Regions from separate parts of the Rattus norvegicus genome. Here region 1 is linked to region 2. A link is a contact called in public Hi-C data. All regions are on one chromosome and are shown on one strand. Each heading gives the region's core, a stretch centred on a gene start, on an enhancer-like site or on the middle of the called end of the contact. The rest is flanking DNA. Distances are from core to core; before and after follow the strand shown.

The links. Hi-C and Micro-C count contacts between places; a contact is called where the count stands out from the background.
Region 1: a Hi-C map of liver shows a contact between it and region 2, with 3 times the contacts expected there. The contact joins the enhancer-like site here to the promoter of Rpl36a-ps18 in region 2. A contact is called at or near these places in 4 of 12 Hi-C or Micro-C datasets (kidney, liver and prefrontal cortex).

The regions. Positions count from the first base shown.
Region 1 is chr7:31,736,717-31,740,615 of GRCr8, forward strand. The region is part of intron 3 of LOC134479863 (death domain-containing protein CRADD-like); the gene reads right to left. Among named protein-coding and RNA genes, the nearest start is that of Cradd, 100 kb to the right of the region's middle. Within about 2 kb of position 1,730, at least 5 of the 93 cell types and tissues checked have an H3K27ac peak or open chromatin away from gene starts, as enhancers often do. A contact at or near this core is called in liver, where this site is marked.
Region 2 is chr7:31,587,001-31,591,323 of GRCr8, forward strand. It overlaps Rpl36a-ps18 (ribosomal protein L36A, pseudogene 18), which reads left to right and starts at 1,475. Exons shown (of 3, transcript XR_010053686.1): 1 at 1,475-4,323.

The sequences.
Region 1 (3,899 bases), core at 480-2,979, 150 kb after region 2:
TTTCTTTGCCGTTTGGTTACATTTCCAGTCTGAGGTACTTTCTTCCTCACAGCTGCAGTGAACATCCATTCTGACGGCCTTTAACTGCCTTGTGTGGGAGCCAGGCCGTGCAGCTTTCGCCCTAGACGGTGAGTTAGCCGACACTCGGTGTTCTAACACCGGTTCTGCAGAACTGCCTGCCGCGTGTGCACCATCTGTCCCTTCTTCCCTGCATGCACCTCCGGATAGCTATAAACATGAGGAAACAAAGAGCTCCACACAGAACAGAGGCGGTGAGAGACCGAATGAGCACCGGCTGGATTACTCCATGTCCGTTACCTTCTGTTGACACTGAAACTACGTGGGGGACAGAAAGCGAAGGCTCTGGCGTCAGAGGAAGGGCTCTCAGAGCCCAGCTCTGCCCCTTCCTAACTGTAAAGCCTTGTGCGAGTCACTGGACGGCCCAGCTATAAAATGAGATTACTGGGAGGGCTACTGGTGATTATGTCGTTACAAGGCTTAACTGCATCTGGTGTGCTGTAAGACTCCATGCTCAGCAGTGATATTTATCCCTCCATTTATATATATATATTTTCTCACTGGTCCCTGAATGTGAATAAAACTTTCTCACTCATTCTGACTGTATTCAGAGCCTTGATTTCCAAAGGACACGACAATGTTAGGAACATCCGTGCGGAATCCACACACTCGGTCAGACATCTGTAGGGCACAGATCTTGCTGGGAGCTTCGGGTGCTTTCTGCTTCTCAGTAAATCTCGTGGAGCAGAAGGCAGGGATCTTACACAGCCCGAAGCAAGGGCCCGGCAAGGCAGCTACTCGGATGACTGCTGCTCCTGACACCTAGTGTGTGACACATGACAGGTGACAGCAAGATCTGTACGTGCCCTCGGGCGCCCCGGGTTTTTACAAAAGGCAAAATAATTTTGTCAGGAAGCAAAGAAAATCCCAGCCTAGGGGAAGTTGGGGACTTTGTGTGTTTTGTTTTTACATTTGTAGAAGTTTATCTCATCATCATCATCACCACCACCACCATCACTATGACCTCCACCACCACCACCACCACCATCAGAATGGTCTTAAAAAAGTGTTTTTAAGATCTGGAGAGATGGCTCAATGGTTAAGAGCACTGACTGCTCTTCCAGAGGTCATGAGTTCAAATCCCAGCAACCACACGGTGGCTCACAACCATCTGTAATGAGATCTGGTGCCCTCTTCTGGCCTGCAATCACATATGCAGGCAGAATGCTGTACATAAAATAAATAAATTAAAAAAAAGTGTTTTTAAGCACAATAGGGAACTGAAATCACCTATTTCCCCTCAGGCCTTATTAAAGTATAAATGAATGTTACTTTTGGTTTGCAGGGTTTTATTATTGTATGAATGTGAGGCAGGGCTGCAACGCGTTTCCGTGTCATAGCAGCTTCCCTCAGACTGGGTCTTCACAACTCTGTGTTAAAAGGGACACCTATACCCACTCCCAAGAAACACAGAGGCTGTCCCACTTGCTTGGCCCTTATTTGTTGTTCAAAGTTTACCCACGAACAAAGTAAAAGACAGGTAAGTGGGTAAAACCACTGTGTGTGAAATAAGGAATATGAGCTCCAATTGTGGGCAAGTGGGAAGGTGGCTACACGGCTTGGTCTTCGGCATCTGGCAGGCGCGTGTGCGTGTGCGTGTGTCTGTGTGAAAACCTGGTTCCCCGCCTGGGGCACTGTACGGAGAGGTGGAACCAGCAGGATCAGGAGCGGAGCACAGCAGAAGGAAGTCAAGCCCTGTGCGGAGGGCCCCTCCCCACCCTTCCCGACCACCAGCAGACAAGGAAACCTCTCTGAGTCACCACAGTTTCCGAAAGAGAGAGTCAAGCACTTTCTTCACAGTGGTTCCACGGTGGGCGGAAACCTGACCTTTAGGCTTTGTCTTCTTCCTCTGAAGCAGGGGCAATAGGGACAAACGGGGCTCAGCAACGACTTCGACTTCGGAAGACATGGAAAAGGTGTGAAAAGAGAGGAGGAAAGTGAGAACGGGCAGAGAGTCTCTCCAGTTAAAGCCAGGCCTCTGACTGGGATTCTGCCTCTCAGACAGCGAAGGCAATTGTTTCTATCATGTGCAATTCTCATAAGCACGAGGGTAGAGCAGAGCCATAAAGAAATTCATGACCTCCTCACCAAACACTAGGACCACATTCAATCACTCTGATCTTACCTACGGCCTCATGCGGACCTCTTTGCCTTTAATAGAATGTGTTCTTTCCCTTTATCTCTTGTTTATTCGTTGACAATTTCATGTGTCTACAAATGTGTCTTGGGCCTCTTAGTGGACTATTTTTAAAGGAAAACTCAGACACCCTTTGAACTCATTTGTAAGTATGACTAGTAGACAAGAACTGGTAAGGGTCATCTCAGTACCATCAACACTCAGAAATTATCAAGTATCCCTTAATAACACAAAGACTGTATTCCGTTTTCTCCTAGTGTTTTAAAAGAAGGATATTATACAGCTAGTCTGTATGACTTAAGTTCCAAAGAGGGCTAGCATCTGAAGCTAGTTAATAAATCTCCTTAGATCTGGCTTAGTCCCTTCTCTACCTTCTTCTGGAACATTTACTTGTGGGTGTGATGAATCCAGTTGTTTGTAGAACTTCTATATTTGGGCACAGACTACCTTAAGTCTTATAATATTAAACATGATCTCCTGCCCCCTGTTTTTCCTATAAATGACTATGGTGGATCCCTCTTACCAGGAACAGTTGTCTACTGCTAACCAAAGTGTGAAAATATTACATGGGAAATCCAGACACGAATAATTTGTATGTTTTAATTTGCATGATACCGTGACTAGCGTGATAAAGGTTTCTGATGCTCTGCTCAGTCCCCTAGGGGCAAGTCACAAATGTGCCATTGGCCCGGCAGTCTGGGCCCATATTGATTGACTTATGGTTCATGTTCCAGTATCTTTTACTTTATAATTTGGTAATGGCCCAAAACGCAAGGTTATGGAACCTAAAGATTTGAAATGCAGAAGAGAATCCACACATGCATCCTTCTGGTGAAAGAGTTAAACTTTCAACTTATTTTTTTTTTTTAGGTGCACAGTGGTCGGTAAGATGTGTGAGAACAATGAAGCTTCTATTTCTGGGAGTGTGAAGGAAAAAAAGAAATGAGTTATAAGTGGCTCGATGACCATCTACTGTGGTCTACTGTACATGAGGCCTTGGGTTTCATCTACAGAAGAGGAAAGAAGAACGTTACAGGAGAAGAGAGAGAACAGCCTACGGAACACTTGCAAGGCGGACACAATTACATAAGTTTTGTTATGGTGTATTACTGTCAACTGCTCCCCATTCGCTATTAGCTGTTCCTGAATATCTAATCACTTTCTTTAATTTAAACATTTGAAGTTATCACATGTATATACAGAAGAAAGTCAGCATATATGACTGATTGGTACTTCATATAGTCCACAGACAATGCCTGTATGGTGGTGGTGGAGTCACTTGGGATGTGTGTGCTGTAGATAAGTCGAGCTCCACTGTATTAGACATGGATGTTCATGACATTGAGTTCAGCTTTGTTAGGAAACAGGACAGTGGGTAGGAACACTACATAGGTGCTGCTATTTCTGTGCGTGACTAGCTCGTGTTTAACAACGTGGACGTGGGCCTGCGGGTTCCAGCACTGTCTGTTGATGGACCTGCGGGTTCCAGGACTGTCTGTTGATGGACCTGCGGGTTCCAGCACTGTCTGTTGATGGACCTGCGGGTTCCAGGACGGTCACACTATCTTCCACTATAAAGCCCCACTGGCACCTCATGGCTTCAGGTCTATTCAGGGTTGTCGCCTCCCTCTTTGATTTCACTGGGTGCTACCAATCCATGGCCTTTTACCCCTGCATCACTAAT
Region 2 (4,323 bases), core at 225-2,724:
AAAAAAAAAAAATAAAAGCAACAAAATAGTATAAGTACGAAAGAAATAGGATATGCAGAAGCGACTCCGTGGTTTCAGATCTTCGAGAACGGAGGTATCTTCATGAGTGTGTGTGAAGAGCTAGCTTGGAATATGGCAACAACTGCTCTGTCTGTCTGTCCTTCTCCAGTATAACTGGAGCTGGAGGTGGACGACTGGGTGTATCCCTCCTCCATGCAAACGTCTGTGCAGCTCAGTGTCTGTTGTAAGCGCTTGCTTAGAAGCTACCGAAGAGGCCCTGTGGCTCAGACTCCATTAATAGAAACTTCTCGAGAGTCGTGGGGGAGAGTGAGTTGGAGGGGACTGTCCCAAGCTTCCTGCACAACTGGTCTCGTCTGTACCCATTCATGGGGCTTTGAAATAGACGTGGACAGATGGCCGCTCATCCAGAGCAGGACAACGAGGGTGAGCCGGGCGTAAGCCACAGAAAGAATGAACTATGTTTAGCCTAAATAACAGGAATGAGAGGAGGGTTGTGGTGTGGCACCTGTCCTCAAATATCTTAAGAGGCATCCCTTTAGAATGCTCTGGGTGGTTCCCTTGGCTGGGGAGTTTTTCTCAAGGTTATAGCAGATGGGATTGGAGAGAACTAGTTCTTGTGACCACACAAAGTCTTCCTAGTCTTCCTAAGAATGACTTTGGGTCATTCACCCTTCAGAGTGAACATGTGGCTTACGCTCTCTACAGAAGGAAGAGGATGTTAGAAGAGGCTAGGACTTTCCTCCCAGCAAACTCCTCCCTTCTCAGTTCCTGTTCTCCACACCCATTATTCGCTCTCTTCTCCACCCATAATAAAACTGAGGCTTTCCCACGCTGTTACCTCAGTGTCTCTTTAAGAGGCAGAATTGTCTAAACTCTTAAAGGGATGCTTTAGTACAGGCAAAGAAAATTTACAGCCCAAGGCAATAGAATCCTTGGTGTCATATCTCCTGTCAACTAATGAGGTGACTTTGGTCAAAATCTGAGCTCCAGTTTCTTCAAACAAGGGGATTTAAAATTCCTTCCTGGTTCTACGCTTCTGTGACAAAACATTCTAAGGTAGTTCGCTTTTTTTTTTTTTTAAAAAAAGGAAGATATCCAAAACTTTCTTCTTTCAAGATCCTGCCCGCCGATGTGCCCGCCCACCACCCTCACTATCGATTGTTTGAAAGCCTCACTTCACTTCCCTCCCCATTATCTGGGTGATCTTTCTTCCTACTCCACTTGTCTAAATGCCACCCATCCTCCCAGTCTTAACGTAAAGTTCTCCTTTGAAGGCTAGTGTATTTGCTGTTTGTACACTGCCTAATTGGACAAGACTGAAGCATTTGTGGCAGGAAGCGGGTCCCTTGCTACATTCTCAGGACCGCCTTTATGCTTAGTAAGTATTGGTTAATTGCTGGCACAGCTGAGAGGCTCAATCTGTAGTGGCAGACCTGAGCAGCATCACAGTTGGTAAGGGTTCTGGGAGGTCAGCAGACAGCTACACTCTTCCTTCTCGGTCACATAGAAAAGATTGGCCTTGACAGTCCTCTATCCGGGTGAGTGTTTTAGGGCATAGTGCAGCACTCCAGAATAGTGGGAGAGATTCAGTTCTGTTTGACATACTTTATCTTGTCACCGGTCTGCAAATGCTCATTGGCAACGACCCTGTACCAGGCACACTGCTAAGTACTTTACATAAGTCACCTTGTTTGACACTCATCATAAATCCCATTACCTTGTTAATAGGAGGTTCCTACTGACAGATGGGGAAACAGACGCTCAGGGGAGTTAAATAACTGGTCCAGGGTCACTAGGAAAGAACAACGAAGCCAAGAAGAGTCAAACCCAGGCTTTCTGATGCTGGACGCTGAGTGCTAACCCAGGCCTCCAGCCATGCCTCCTAGAAGTACAGGCTTCTCCTTTCATCCTAGAAACCAGGAGAGACAGGTTAGAAGACATGTTATTGGAATATACAGGAACCATATAGACAAATGCAAGCTGTCGTGGAATGTCCCCGCCAGCGGGGACCCAGTTATTCAGGGTCCCGAAGAGGCTTTCTACCTGTGGGCCAAATGGGGGTGAAGAGAAGAAGGAGACCAAGCAAAAGTTCTGTTGTCAAGGTCTCGTTTATTGGGGTGAACGTTACAGCTTTTAAGGCTTTCAGGTAGGGGGAGTGTCCTTTGTGAAACACAGAGGAGGGGGAGATGAGGGTATAGGCAGTGATAGCTGGAGGCAAAGAGGTCAGGCGGTAGGCGATGAGGTCTGGTGGTGGAGACACTGGGTGTTGACTGAGGAGATAACTGGTATCTGCTCGAGCTGAGGCATCCCTTGAATGTTACCTTCCTGTGCCGTAAATTCATGGGAGAGTCCTCTGTCCAACAATCTTAAGACTTATGGCAGTCATCTTAGGGGTGAATATCTGTGGCCAAACAGCCCAGAGTCACCTAGCCACTTTGAGCCATGCAGTCAAAAAGCGGCTAGGCCCAAATCCAATACGGCTCCCTACAGTGGAACACACAGCAGGCCATGGGAAGGGTCCCAAGATGTCATGTGCATTTGGTATTTCCTACGACAAGCTGAGGGGGGCCGATAAAGCAGAGCTCTCCATACCAAGGGCATGAAAAAGCCCACAGGGTAAACAGCTGTGGGAAGGACATGACTGACTTATAAATGCAGATAGAGAGACGACAGAGGAGTGAGACTGGGGTGTTTCACTGGGGCCCAAGAACAATAGGTACTGTATGATGGGGTGGCAGTAGGAGCCATTGAAAGATTCTAAGCAGAGAACACTCATGTAGTAATCAGATGTTTGCATTAGAGAGATAAGTCAGTTTGTAATGTAAAGATTAAATGAAGGGGTGAGGTGGGGTGCACATGTCTCTAAACCAGCCTCCTTAGAAGGCAGAAGCAAGAGAAGGGTAAACTCAGAGCCAGCTTCATAAACAGACTCTGCCGAGAAAGAAAGGGAGGAATGTATAGCAGCCTCCTCCTTTCCTAACAGAACCCCCGGGGTTTGTTCAGAATTCTCTTCTTGTAACCATGGCCGTTAATAAGAATCTTCCGAGATATTCCGGAGAGGTTTTTCTCCCTCCTACGTGAAGCATGATGGAAGAAATGGCCATCCTATCTCTGACAACTTAGACTCTGAGTATCACACCGGGAAGGGATCCGGTCGACTAGCCGGAGGCTGAAGCTGCCACTTGGGGGAGTTTGAGACTAAGAGATGTAGAGGGTTCAGTGAAACCCGTGGTGTGGCCGATGTGCTTCTGCTCTGAAGCAGATCCTTGGAAGGAAGCTGCTCTCTTTGATTTGCTGACTTGGTATTTTCTTCTGGGATTGCTGCTACTGGCAGACCGAGAGGGAAGGTTTGCTGTCACCAAACGAAGCTAGCTTTTGTCCTTTGGCTGCAGATATCTCCTCTTGGCTTCCCAGAGAGCCAGCCCCACCACTCTGGTCCTCCCTATTTGACCCATGAGGAGCACATGAACTTTCAACATGCCATGAAACACCCCTTCCCTCCCAGTTTCTAATTCTGTTGAACACCAGTAAGATTTGGATGGGGGCGGGGGAAGACCAGTGAATTTAGAGTGCCGAGTCCCCTGGGATTAAGGCTGATGTTCTGTTACCTGGGGACCTGCCTATGGCTACATACAGTGTAACTTTAATTTTTTTCAAAGTTTATTTTTAGTGATGGTTCTTAAATGCTTTAACCTCCCTTTTAGCCCACCGCCCACCACAGGTAGTGGAAAAGAAAGGATACAGGGGTGGGGGAATGGGGGGTGAGTGGACCTGTTTAGTAAGGTTCTTTGGCACAACCCCCATCTGTGCTGTCTGGAAATCAGCAGTTCAGTTCACAGGTCAGCTGTGGCAGCTCGATCCACTCGCAAACACTTCATGGATACACCAGCAGTCCAGTTTGATAGAGTCAGGATAGCAAACATGAATCAGCAGCACTGGCACTACCTAGAAGAGACAGCCAGGCCTCAGGCTCGGTACAAGTCAGGGATGTCAGGAGAAATTCTCAGCTGTGCCACTCTCAGCAAAGTGAAGATCAGTGAAGACTCGAGACCCACAAGCACTGTATAGCTAGCTCTATAAACAAGCCTATCTCAGCCTCCAACACTGTCAAGTCCTTTTCATATGCCCTCCAAAAATCATGTGTCTTCCATGTTCAGGTCTTGCCTCAGTTCAGGTCTTACCTCAGCATGTACGTATGCCTCAGCTGACATCACTCTTCCAACCGGCCCGAGTCCTTGGAAGTGTCAAGAAACTGCAGCACAACACCAGATGTTTTTTGGTGCATTTCTCTCTGTAGAGTCC